2 separate regions of the Mus musculus genome follow, and region 1 is linked to region 2. A link is a contact called in public promoter capture Hi-C data. All regions are on one chromosome and are shown on one strand. Each heading gives the region's core, a stretch centred on a gene start, on an enhancer-like site or on the middle of the called end of the contact. The rest is flanking DNA. Distances are from core to core; before and after follow the strand shown. Region 1 holds the start of Qrfprl (pyroglutamylated RFamide peptide receptor like). Region 2 holds the start of Hpgds (hematopoietic prostaglandin D synthase).

Region 1 (5,783 bases), core at 2,450-4,949, 240 kb before region 2:
AATGCTCCTTAAGAGGGACGGGGTTTCGTTTTCTCTTCTCTCTTGCTTCTTGCTCTCTTGCTTCCTGCACCCTGGCTCCTGAAGATGTAAGAAATAAAGCTTTGCCGCAGAAGATTCTGGTCTGTGGTGTTCTTCCTGGCCGGTCGTGAGAACGCGTCTAATAACAAAGAAAAATGCTTCTAACAGACTGCCTGCTGGCAATCTACAGGGCATTTTCTTGATTAAAGACTATTTGAGGGCTCAACCCATTGGGGGCTGTGCCACCCCTGCAAAGATGTTCTTAGGTTGTATAAGCAAGTAGAAAGGGCAACCCTACAAGGAAGAAACAGTGTTTCTCTCTGCCCACTGCTTCAGTTCCTTCCTCCAAGCTCTGGCCTTGAGTTCTTGACCCAACTCCTCTTTATGGTAGACAGAGACCCGGATATGTAAGACAGATAAACCCTTTCCTCTCCGAGTTGCTTTTGGTTAGTGTTTTATCCCAGCAATGGAAAGCAAACTAGGACAGGAGAGAAGTAAACTAGAAGGAAAGGCAGTCATCCACAGACCACCACTGTCAACACTGTTTAGTTGAGAGAATGCATGCATGTAGAGCTTATAGGCTATGTGTGACCAAGGCTAGACAGCTGCTTTATTTTACGCAATTGTATCTCACTCTTTACATCTGAGTTAGATGCCAGTATCGTTTGTAAAAATGTGTTCATGGTTTCTCTTAGGAAAAGAAAGGGGAAATAATTTGGAAATAGTGGCCACACCAGAAAATGTGACAGCCTTGCCCACAGCTCTGGAGTAAGCTACATTGCCCATCTAGGAGGCAGCCTCCCTCCTGCCATTGTCTGGCCCACCTTATGCCTGGAGGCATCTCAGAGGTATTTATATTTTACACTTTTATGTAACATTTTTTCTCCCCATTACAGTAGCTTTCTTTTCTTATTTCCTACCAATTCCCACGTACCAGCTGTGTATTTCTGAGACACCTTATACAGTGCTCTTAAAACATCAGACCTTTCTCTCTCCAAACTGTGGATGAACCCATTCTCCTCTGTGGAAAACGATCTGAATCATCCTTCAAGACACAGTTCAAACAACATAGCCTCAGAAAGCTTTCCCAACTCCCCTATGGTCCGAGAGCAAACTGAATCTTTTTCTAAATATTAACTACTGTCCTGGCTCACTTGGACTCCATTCTATTCTCCGAGGCCCTGCAAGGGACTATATAAGCTTATTTGTTTTTATAATCGCAAGGAAAAATCCTTTGCCATATAGCAGATTCTTAATCATTTTATCAAATGAATAAATTAAGAATTAGTTTTTAGGTCTCATTAATTTGGGTTAACCTGTGTTAATTTATCAAAGAAGTTCTGCAATACTCTCCTAACCTATAACATACAAGTTACTTCTCTTTCGTATCCTTAGCCAGTCCCTCTGTAGTCCATTTCTCCTCCTCTAAAGTTTTGTTGTTGGTCACTCAATATATGGAATATTATTTATTCCATAAGTCTTGTCCTAGATAAGTAAGAAGAGGCTATCTATAGTACTTCTAATACCTTGTACTTCCATGATACGACAACTTTTTTGGCTTATTTCTGGGTTTTGAGACAGCTTCACCTGCTGCCCAGGCTGGCCAGAAACATAAAATTCTTCTGCCTCTCTACCCATCTCAGTCCTGGAATTAGACGTGTGTTCTACTGAACTGGGGATAATCATGTTTTACAAACTACTTTTTCAGACACACTTTATTTTTACACCATCTCCATAAAATATAAGAATAACATATGACCCTCAGTGAATAGTTGGAAGCTACAGTGACACATCTTTCCCAGAGTGGGGGGGGGGGGGAAGCAGAAAGCTTGAGAGACTCCTCAGACTCCCCTCTCAGGGAAGATCTGTGACCTTCCTGAGTATCGTCCCTTAACCTGACTTGGAACAGAAGGTCTGTCTCACTCCTTCTTGCAAAGTTCTCCAAATTGTAACATGGTATTTAAAAATCGGGGCCCAGACATGTTCAACTAGCCCCACGTTAGAGCAAAGTAGTGAACCTGGTCTTTCCATAGCCAGCAGAGAACCTCAATTCTTGTGGTCAGTGTCACAGTGATGATGTAACCACCTCAGCAGAGCAAATATGTTTCTAAGTACATACAGGAAAAGTAGTAGTAACTCTATGACTTCTCCTCAAAAATGTAATATTTGATAATCCAAAACCCTCCATTGATGAACTTAGCTGTCTCAGGTAAATCTAGAATGCCCAAATGCAATTATTTTATCAGAGAAGATAAAACATTTCTAACCTATAATCTATTTACAGTGATCTATATACCCTGGGTCACTTTCAAGCCAAACCTATGTACTCAATATTTGATGGATTTTTTTTTTTTTAGGAAATATATCAGATGAAATGACAGCAATTTACTATCCTTATCCCCAACAATTAATGCAACTCAAGTTCATGAAAAACCGCAACACTGAAGGTATTCGCTGGTAATCCCCTAGTGGTAGGAGGTAAGGAGTGATGAAAGAGCCTCCAGTAGTTTAAATAAATTAGCCTTAGGGACAGAAATGGCAGGGTAAGAAGGCATAATGATCCATTTCTCATGCATTTACAACCACTTTCTAAGAATTTCAATGTACCCACAGGATACAGCACTCTAGAAAGCAGGGGTAGAATTGCTATTTCCTGCCTAAGTTGCCCTGGAAGCAGTGGGAGATCATTATCAGTGATCTCGAGGCCCCTGGAACCCAGCGTCCACCTTTCTTCTGTTCCACCCACTGCCTCTCTCATTGCCTCCAGTCTCTGATTTCTTTGCCAGTCCTACCCCTTGTTCTAATGAAGAGCAATTTCACCTGTCCTTTAGAAATGAAGAGGGGACATGTTTACTTAATATTACTAAACCAACACATTTTTGCTCAGTGTCTACTTGTTGTGAAAGGTTTTAAGTCTGTGTGTTATTAGTTAATACATGCAAAACCTTGTCTGGAAGCCACATATATAACTGGGAAGGAAACCTGGAAGTTGGGGGAAAGAAGAGAAAAAAAAATGACCTTTGAAATGTTTTATTATTTGAAAGATTATTCTAAAATTGCAATGGTTTATTTTAAACAGCGTGTGGGGGAACAGCATGTAATTACGGTGAGGGGCTGAAATGAATGAAGAATCATGCTGCTGTGGACTGTACTTAAATCTTACCACAATCAATATATCTATGGGACAAGGAGGGATGCTGGCCCCAAGCAGAAAATAAAACAAAGAAACAAACGCCCCCTCAGCAAGTAAGCCCTGCTGAGAAGTTCCAAAAATTCAGGGGTTCTCTTGATGGAGAAAACAAAAGGCGACCAGAAAGGAAAATGCCTAGCGGGGACCTCCTTACCCCCCAGCCAGGTGTCCGAGACGTTCTGGAGCATGGTGACCGGGATGCAGAAGAAGACGATGAGCAGGTCGCTGAGTGCCAGGGAGCAGATGAAGATGTTGGTGACGGTGCGCATGGCCTTGCTGCGGGTCACCACATAGACTACCAGGGCGTTGCCGAAGAGCGCCAGGGCAAAGATGAGCATGCCGACCAGCAGGAGGGCCAGCCTGGCGCGCGCGGGAAGCTGCGGGGTGAGCACCAGTGGCCGCAGCCCATAGTGCGCGATGAACTGAGCGCGCGTCAGGTTGTGCAGCCGAAGCAGCGCCGAGAGCTGCTCCGCGGTCAAGTTCCACGACATGCCGGGCTCGGGAGGCGTCTCGTCCGCGCGTGGGGCAGTCGAGGACCGGGAGGTATAGGAGAGAAGCCAGAAGCCGTGCCGCCGTGCCGTGCCGTGCCGTGCCCTGCCGTGCCGTGCGAGCGGCGCGAGAGAGTCTAGCAGTGACCAGAGCAAAGTCAGAGCCGCCAAACTGTTTGCAGTTCTAAGAAAGTTCCCAGCCAGGCGCTGCGGTCCTCAGAAACCTCGCAGCGCCACGCGAGGCTCAGTGTCCAGTTTTCTGGACCTTAGTGGAGCTGAACCCCGCCCCTCCGCGCACTTCCCAGCCCCTGGAGAGCCGCCTCCTGCAGCAAAGCACCTAACAAGGAGTGCCCTGCCTTGCTGGAACCACCCAAAGCCATGCCCCAGCCCAGGTTGATGATACTAAAACAAAAACTGTTGTTGAGGTTTGGAAAGCCTCTTGGTTCTCCTCTTGTAAAATCATGTATGGGCCACAACTACCCATGGCAAAGTGGAGTTCAAGTCTTTTCAGCTTTGAAATAATAATTACAGAAGAGAAGTTGCAGTCATAAAAAGAGGGTTCCAGGCATACTCTGACTTTCTCCGTTTTGTCATAACTGTGTATGACAAAGTACAAACCTAAAAATTGACATAGATAGAGAGAGAGAGAGAGAGAGAGAGAGAGAGAGAGAGAGAGTGTGTGTGTGTGTGTGTGTGTAACAAAATCAAGATACAAAACTCCATCACCGCCCAGATCTCACTCTGGGACATTTTCATGACCATGACCGCGCTCCTCCGTTCATGACCTCTAACCTCTAGCAGTCTCTGCACATCTGTCAAGAGTATAATAATATAAACAGAATCAGAATCTATATACTTTGTGTGTATGTGATCTCCTCCACCTTGACACAATATGCTGTAAACCTATCCAGGTTGTGAGATGTTTTGTAAATCTAACCAGGTTGTGAAGTGTATTGTCAATCTGTCCAAGTTGTGGGGTGTATTGCTGACATATACTAGTTTATTTCACTATTCCTTCCTTGTAAAACAGTTGGGGTGTCTCCAGCTTTGGGCTATAAAACTGCTATGAAGAAACATGGACTGGTTTCTGTATGGCTATAGTTTGCACTTTAATTATGGGAAGCATCAAGAAGTTTGTCTAGTCTGTGATGTTCTAGTTAGTTGTTTTGTTTTGTTTTTGTTTTGTTTAAACATCTTAGTACAAGGCAGAGTTTCTTATCAGCTTAGCACAAGAGAAGAGGAAACCACATTTGAGAAAATGCCTATAGGCAAGTCTGGGGAGTATTTTCTTGGTTAAAGACTAATGTGGGAGAGCCCGGATCTGGGTAGGCAGTGCCAACCCAGACAGGTGATTCTGGACGATATAGGAAATCAGGCTGAGCAAGCCATGAAAGAGCAAGCCAGTAAGCGGCACTGCTTCAAGCCCTTGTACCAGTGTCTGTCTTCAGGCTTCTGCCTTGAGTTCCTGCCATGGCTTCCCTCACTGATGGGGTATGACTTGAGAATTGTAAGCGAAATAGAAAGCCCTTTCTCCTCAAGCTGCTTTTGGCCCTGATGTCTTATAGCTACTGGGGTGATTCTGGACCACTGAAAAAGTATTGCTACTTGTGCTCTAGCCTCATAAAAAGAAGCTAAAAAGCTCTAGGAGCCCTATAGTTTAAAATAAAACTCTAATGCTATTGTAACACATGAGTGCTGGGGGGGGGGGGATTCTAAAATCATTTAGAAAATGGCCCAAAGTTGGAGAAGATACAACCTGGATTGCCATGAAAACTTAAAAATTTAGTCCAAACCTTTTCAATAGACAAATTTGGTGACTAGACTGCTATTCTAGTCCCCAACCTCACGTGCAATATTTGGACAGGTTGCTCATCCAGAAGATAAAGAGTTCCTGGCTGCATTGCTGACTAGAGACCCAAGGATGTTTCTGACAGTGCTGCTTTTGGGTCCCTACGCTAACTGCCTGTCTGGCAGCTATGTCCTGTTCTCAGCCTTCTCCTCTCTGACCTTGACTCCCATTTAAGAACGTGGAATGCTGATTTTTCTGGCTTTTTAAAGCTGAGTAGAGTAAGTTAGGAGAAGGACTG
Region 2 (6,063 bases), core at 3,213-5,712:
TTTCTGAGTTCGAGGCCAGCCTGGTCTACAAAGTGAGTTCCAGGACAGCCAGGGCTATACAGAGAAACCCTGTCTCAAAAAAACAAAAACAAAAACAAACAAAAAAAAAACAAAAAAAAAGAAGAAGAAGAAGAAGAAGAGAGCAGCATCACTGAGGTGAAATCTTCTGGAAAGTATTTTCTGAGAGCACAAAGAAGCTGTGTTCCAGAGATAGCCAAGGTCGTGCCTCGTGCTGCAGCTAAACTTGGTGATGTATAAGAGTTACCCAAATGGTACTGGTTTTGAAGGCATAAAGGGGTCCTAGAAAGCAGCTGAGGCTTGGAACTGAAAGGCCAGGAAAGGCATTGGTAAAGGTGTATCCTCAGTTGCAGTTGATGTCCCAGGACTAAAGGGGTCATGCAAAGGATTTAAGAAAAGCTGCTAAGAGGGAATGGAACCAGCCCCAGAGAAAGAAGTTTGTTGCAGTCAACAAAGATGAAAGGAGTTGGAGATCTGAAGAGCACTTTGACATCAGACATGGAGATGCAGAGTTTGGAGTTTTCCCAGCTGGATTATGGACTTGCTTTGGTCCAATATTTCCTCACTCTGATCTTTTAGAATGGTAGTGTATATAGCCTGTGACGTTGGAGGCATGTGATCTACTTTTTGATTTTTATTTTATAGGGGATTACAATTAAATGATTGCATGAATTTCAGAAGAGACTTTGAACTTTAGACCTTTAACCCTAATAAGATTCTTATAGACTAAGGGACTAAGGGACAATCTTCTTCTGGCTGTCTTTGAATCAAGATGTAGAACTTTCAGCTCCTCCAGCAACATGTCTGCCTGAACTATTGTCATACTTCCCACCGTGATGATAAGGGATTAAACCTCTAAACCTGTAAGCCAACGCCCAATTAAATGTTGTCCATTATAAAAGTTGCCTTGGTCATAGTGTCTCTTCACAGCAATAGAAACCCTAACGAATCCAGGGACATAGAATCCTAGTGACTTTTTGTTACAGCCACAGATTGGTGAATCTCTCAGTTCCCATCAGAGAAGCTTCTTTTTGCTGTACAAGGTAACTTACATAAAAACCCACAATTGGATGTGGTGCACAGAATAAGAAACTGTGGAGTGTTTAGCCCTAAGCAAGACATCTATCTATATCACACCACTCCCAAGACTCAAAGAAGAAGGGGCAGAAAGATTTTGAGAGCCGAAGGTGGTGGATGACTTCAGCAGTGTTTTCTGGACATAAAAGTGCAGTTGCACATATGAAATTACAGTGATTATAACAGCATACACAAGATCTTCATAAGCTCAGACCAGAAAAAAATACTAGCATAGAAGGGAAAGGTAGTCACAAAGTCCTATCCCTGGTTGAGAAGCTATTTGGTAACTGATACTGCTAGGAAAAAGAGTCTGTTTTCCTTAAGGGAGGAGCTTCTGGTAGTTAAAACATGTTCCAGTAAATGACCATACAGCCAAGGGAATATGGAGAGCATTAGTTGGGTCGAATGGGTTTAAGAACAAAGACACAAAGATCAGTGAATCTGGAATGTGGAGTGAATCTGGGCAGAGCCCATTGTATTTTGAGTCCAAAATACAATGTACGAAATTGTCAAAAAACTAAAATAAATAAACTTTACAAATAAATTTTGGGAAGATACTTGAAGCTTTCCAAAAATCCTCTTTAAATGTCTATATGAATAATCATTGTACCCATAAATAATAAATGGATAGTGGGCTAGCTATGGACTATGAAATGGAATACTCGTCCTTTGAGTATCTTGTCTTGGTTACCAGGCTTTAGGCTGAAGACAGCTCAAGGATCTGTCCCCTCAGTCCACAGGGCCTGTGCTCTTTGCCTCAGTTCCCACTCACTGTCTTGCCAGAGAGGAGTGTTTTCTGGAAACTGTCTGAGCACTTCAGCAGTGACCAAGCCTTCAATTTTCAGAATTACATCTTTTGAGGGTACCAGAACAGGGTTAATCCAGAAATTGTACTTATTGCTTAGTCTTTCCTCCCACAGAGCATGATGAAGTGATATAGAAATGACATAAATTGATTCTGGAACAATCTTGAAAATTAATTTGACTTATTCTATTTCAGTATTTTTATGTCCCTATACATAAAAAGAATATACATGAAATCTTGCAAGTTAGAAAGAGGTATCTGGATACTTCTTCATCTCTAAGTGCTGCTTTAATAAGCTCTGGTCCGTTGTGTGCCACAGTCAAGGCTGTGCATAATGCTTTATGGAGATGGGGAGCTAACACAGGCCAGGACTGTGCTCAGTCCACAGCCTACAGGGAGCACTCAACATTTCAGCGAATTTATATGACTTTTACTTGTATTGTTCTTCACAGTGTCTGAGGAGGTAGACAAAGAAAACAGTATAATCACTTTTTTGAAATCTGGAAAAATAGACAATAATTCGTTTTCCATACATTTAGCCACTCAGTTAGTTTAGAAATTGAAACAAATACAGTTGGCCTTGCTGACTCCTCCATCCCAAGTTTGAATATTTCATCAGGCCAAGTTTTAGTTTCCTAAGTAACTGATTATGGTAGAAAACTAAATAAAAGATACCCAAGCTGACAAAGGAAACTTTGTGGATTTCCTCTGTAGACCTTTCTTCCCCAGCAACTCAGAGGCCACAAATGGAGGAGCAAGTGGGTTTAAATACTTCCTCTTTATCAACATAAAGGGAAAATGATGCGTGGGCTGATTTAAAATAAGATCCAGTGGAAGAGAAGCCCCCATGAAACATTGGTGAAGGATAATCTGGTCCTGATGTTGATCTCGTCCAGCTACAACCCTACCGTCGTTCATTTTGCAGCTGATTTTACACAGTTTTCAGTGAGAGCCTTTATCACTGTGTCCATTAACCTCACCTCAGACAGCATCTATTTCGCTTCTTGTAATGAGCAGAAAAGAGGCTGTACCCGTGTCTTCTTAAACTTTTTACAAATTAGTATTTATATTATTTACATTTATATAATTTTTATATTTATATTATGTATATTTATATTTTTCTCATTTATCATTGGAGGTTTTTTGTTTTCTTTTTCAAAGTAAAAAGAAGCTCGTTTGAAATGGATCTTATGACATGGTTGATAAGAGTTGCCCCTAGACCCAGATATAGCTGTCTCTTGTGAGACTATGCCGGGGCCTAGCAAACACAGAAGTGGATGATCACAGTCAGCTATTGGATGGGTCACACGGCCCCCAATGGAGGAGCTAGAGAAATTACCCAAGGAGCTAAAGGGAACTGCAACCCTATAGGTGGAACAACATTATGAACTAACCAGTACCCTGGAGCTCTTGACTATAGCTGCATATGTATCAAAAGATGGCCTAGTTGGCCATCACTGCAAAGAGAGGCCCATTGGACTTGCAAACTGTATATGCCCCAGTACAGGGGAACCCCAGGGCCAAAACGGGGGAGTGGGTGGGTAGTGGATTGGGGGGGTGGGTATGGCGGACTTTTGGGATAGCATTGAAAATGTAAACGAGGAAAATACCTAATAAAAATAAAATTAAATTAAAAAAAAAAAAGAGTTGCCCCTAGGTATGATTGTTCTGGGGACATGAAAAGCACCGTGTGGTTTCAATGTCTCATTGGGTAACTTCCAGATTTCAGGATGCACAGGCAGATATTTTATTGGACATTTTCAGTAAGCTGTGCTAATATTATCACTGAAATTAAACTTGTGTTATAATTTAAAGCTGATAGATATGAGTTCCTACTAGAAAAAGGTACTCTCATGGAGTATTTGAATCTTGTACACTAAGACTCTTTCAAACTGTGGACCTCTTCCAAGAAATGAGTGTAAACAGAACTCAAGCAACCATGCAAATGTAGTCTTTAAAAGTCTGACCCATGCCGAAATGCTAAGAGCGTTCAGCCATCAGATAGAGATCAGGGTCTATGTGACATGTCCAACAATCCTGTAGAAGGGAGAAAGCTCAAAAGAGGGAACATTGAAGCACTGGATGTTACAGACACTGCTTGTGTGAGGGCAGGGACCAAACAAATAAATCATGCAGTGAGGGACGTCATGATGAAGAGCAAACGGTGAGCAAACGGTGCGTGTGCTGGGGGTGGACGCGGGTGAGAAGGCACGGGGCAAAGGCGTCTCCAGGGAGACTGGGAAATGAAGTAAGACACTTTTGTCTCTGTAAGAAAACGTGACAGGGCTTGTTTTCTCATTCCCCAGAAGTCTGTGGTGTAAGACTAAGAATAAAGAGCTTGTAGCAATCTGTACACACAAGCACCTGTGACTGCGACTTTACTCTTTATGCAAATACGTTGGACTAATGTAGAGAGCTTGTGAAATGATGACAAAAGCTACCCAGAGCTCTTTACAGGCTGAACTTTGGACTCGTGCATCTCATGTGAGAAAGGCAGGAAGGCTTTTAGGTGGAGGAAGTGGCCTCTGGCTGTCTTGTGACTGCCACTCATCACAGAAACCACTGTACAGACAGGAACTGAGACACGGAGACACGGCACAGGAAAGGCTCTCTGCATAGGTAAGTGACACGAACTCTTTCTTCTTTCTGTTTGATTCTCCCCGTCTTCCCCAGCTTGAGACTGTTCGGTGGTCTATATGTTCCATCTTAACAGCGTCAGCTCACTCCAGGCTTTCATACACACATGGTCACGTAGAAATCGGATGACAACCTGTAAGAGCTGTGGATCCAAAAGCTTCTAGAAATTCCCTGAGCATCACCACCCCTGAAGGAAAAAGAAAATCCCATCTTGATCATCCTTGATAACATCTTTAGAACTCTCTTGGTAACTTTCTTTAGAATGTAAAGCAGTATAAATTTTCATTTATGCCCCTTCAACCCTGTATACGTGTGCACACACATGCATGTGAGTGTGCGCGTGCTCTGTGTGTGTGTGTGTGTGTGTGTGTGTGTGTGTGTGTGTGTGCGTGTGTGTGTGTGTGTGTGTGTCCGGGGGCTTTTTTTGCATCACATTCTATCATGTTAAGGCATATTTGGTTGAAATGTGTCTATGCTTGTCCAAGAATTGCTTCCTTCACCATTTGACAGTAGAGATAGTTTAAAAGATTTACTTCAGTTCAGATGGTTGAACTTAACAATCCTAAAGAGCAGTGTAGCTACTCCCTGTGCTCAGGTGTTAACATAAAGCAAGCCTCGAAAGTGGCATTTCTCTGGGGGTTTTTGATAGAAAATAGAGATCCCAGTTCACTGATTCAAAATTAAGCATCCAGTGTTTGAAATGAGCAACTTAGCAAATAAAGTGTCATCTATTTCTTTTTTGATCTACATTTTTTACTCCCTACCAGTAAATTGTCCAGGTCTGAACTAAAACTCCCCTCCCCCCTTGCACTATGAAATCGTGAAATCCTGTACGCTCCATCCCCTAGTTGTTAGGAGCAGTGGCTTCTGTTAGGAGATGCCAGCATGGGCAAGATGTCCAACATGGACAAGATGTCCTGTGAACAGTAGCTCCTCAGCTGCTCTCTGCATCCAGCTCCTGCATTTTAAAATACCAGACTCTACACAAATAGAGGTGCAAACAGTGTGCCGTGTCCACCACATGTGGGGTGGGGTTAAGACTGTCGGCAAGACCAGGGATGCTTCCAGTTGTGTACTCCAGACTCAAGCTATTGCAGAATTGCTGGACATGTGAAAAGAACGTGGCAGGGAACCCCAAGTATCTCTGAGTTCCAGATATCTTTTATTGAAGTGCGAGAGTTCAGTTAGGCCACTGGTGTTAAATAAATTATAAAATTGGGGTTGCAACTAGCCATCGGTGATGACTCTTTCTGCCAGAGAATTGGCTTTGGATTTCTATCATCTTTTAGACATACAGACTACAAATATTATACTATTTTTAACTTTATTACTTTAATCAAAATAGCACAACTGCCTAATCAGACTTAAGTGATCTTACCACAATTCACATTCTATTAATATTTACATTAAAGGTGTCCCTGTTGACCACTCCCACATATTTCTTATGATCAACTGAAATATCGATATTATGAAAAGTAAAAATTGATACAAACCTAATAGAGTGGAAGCACAAAAGACAGACTGCT

The links. Promoter capture Hi-C pulls out the DNA fragments that hold promoters and counts their contacts.
Region 1: a contact with region 2 is called in a promoter capture Hi-C map of embryonic stem cells, with 2.4 times the contacts expected there. The contact joins the promoter of Qrfprl here to the promoter of Hpgds in region 2. A contact is called at or near these places in 20 of 39 promoter capture datasets (the 3T3-L1 cell line, the C10 cell line, the HPC-7 cell line and 12 more), 7 of 484 Hi-C or Micro-C datasets (bone marrow-derived macrophages, embryonic stem cells, nephron progenitors and 3 more), 1 of 115 datasets of contacts at active chromatin or transcription factors (bone marrow-derived macrophages) and 3 of 9 other capture datasets (adipose tissue, embryonic stem cells and pancreatic islet).

The regions. Positions count from the first base shown.
Region 1 is chr6:65,379,210-65,384,992 of GRCm38.p6, reverse strand. Qrfprl (pyroglutamylated RFamide peptide receptor like) reads right to left here and starts at 3,699. Exons shown (of 6, transcript NM_175524.4): 1 at 3,363-3,699. The coding sequence starts at 3,699.
Region 2 is chr6:65,143,129-65,149,191 of GRCm38.p6, reverse strand. Hpgds (hematopoietic prostaglandin D synthase) reads left to right here and starts at 4,462. Exons shown (of 6, transcript NM_019455.4): 1 at 4,462-4,519.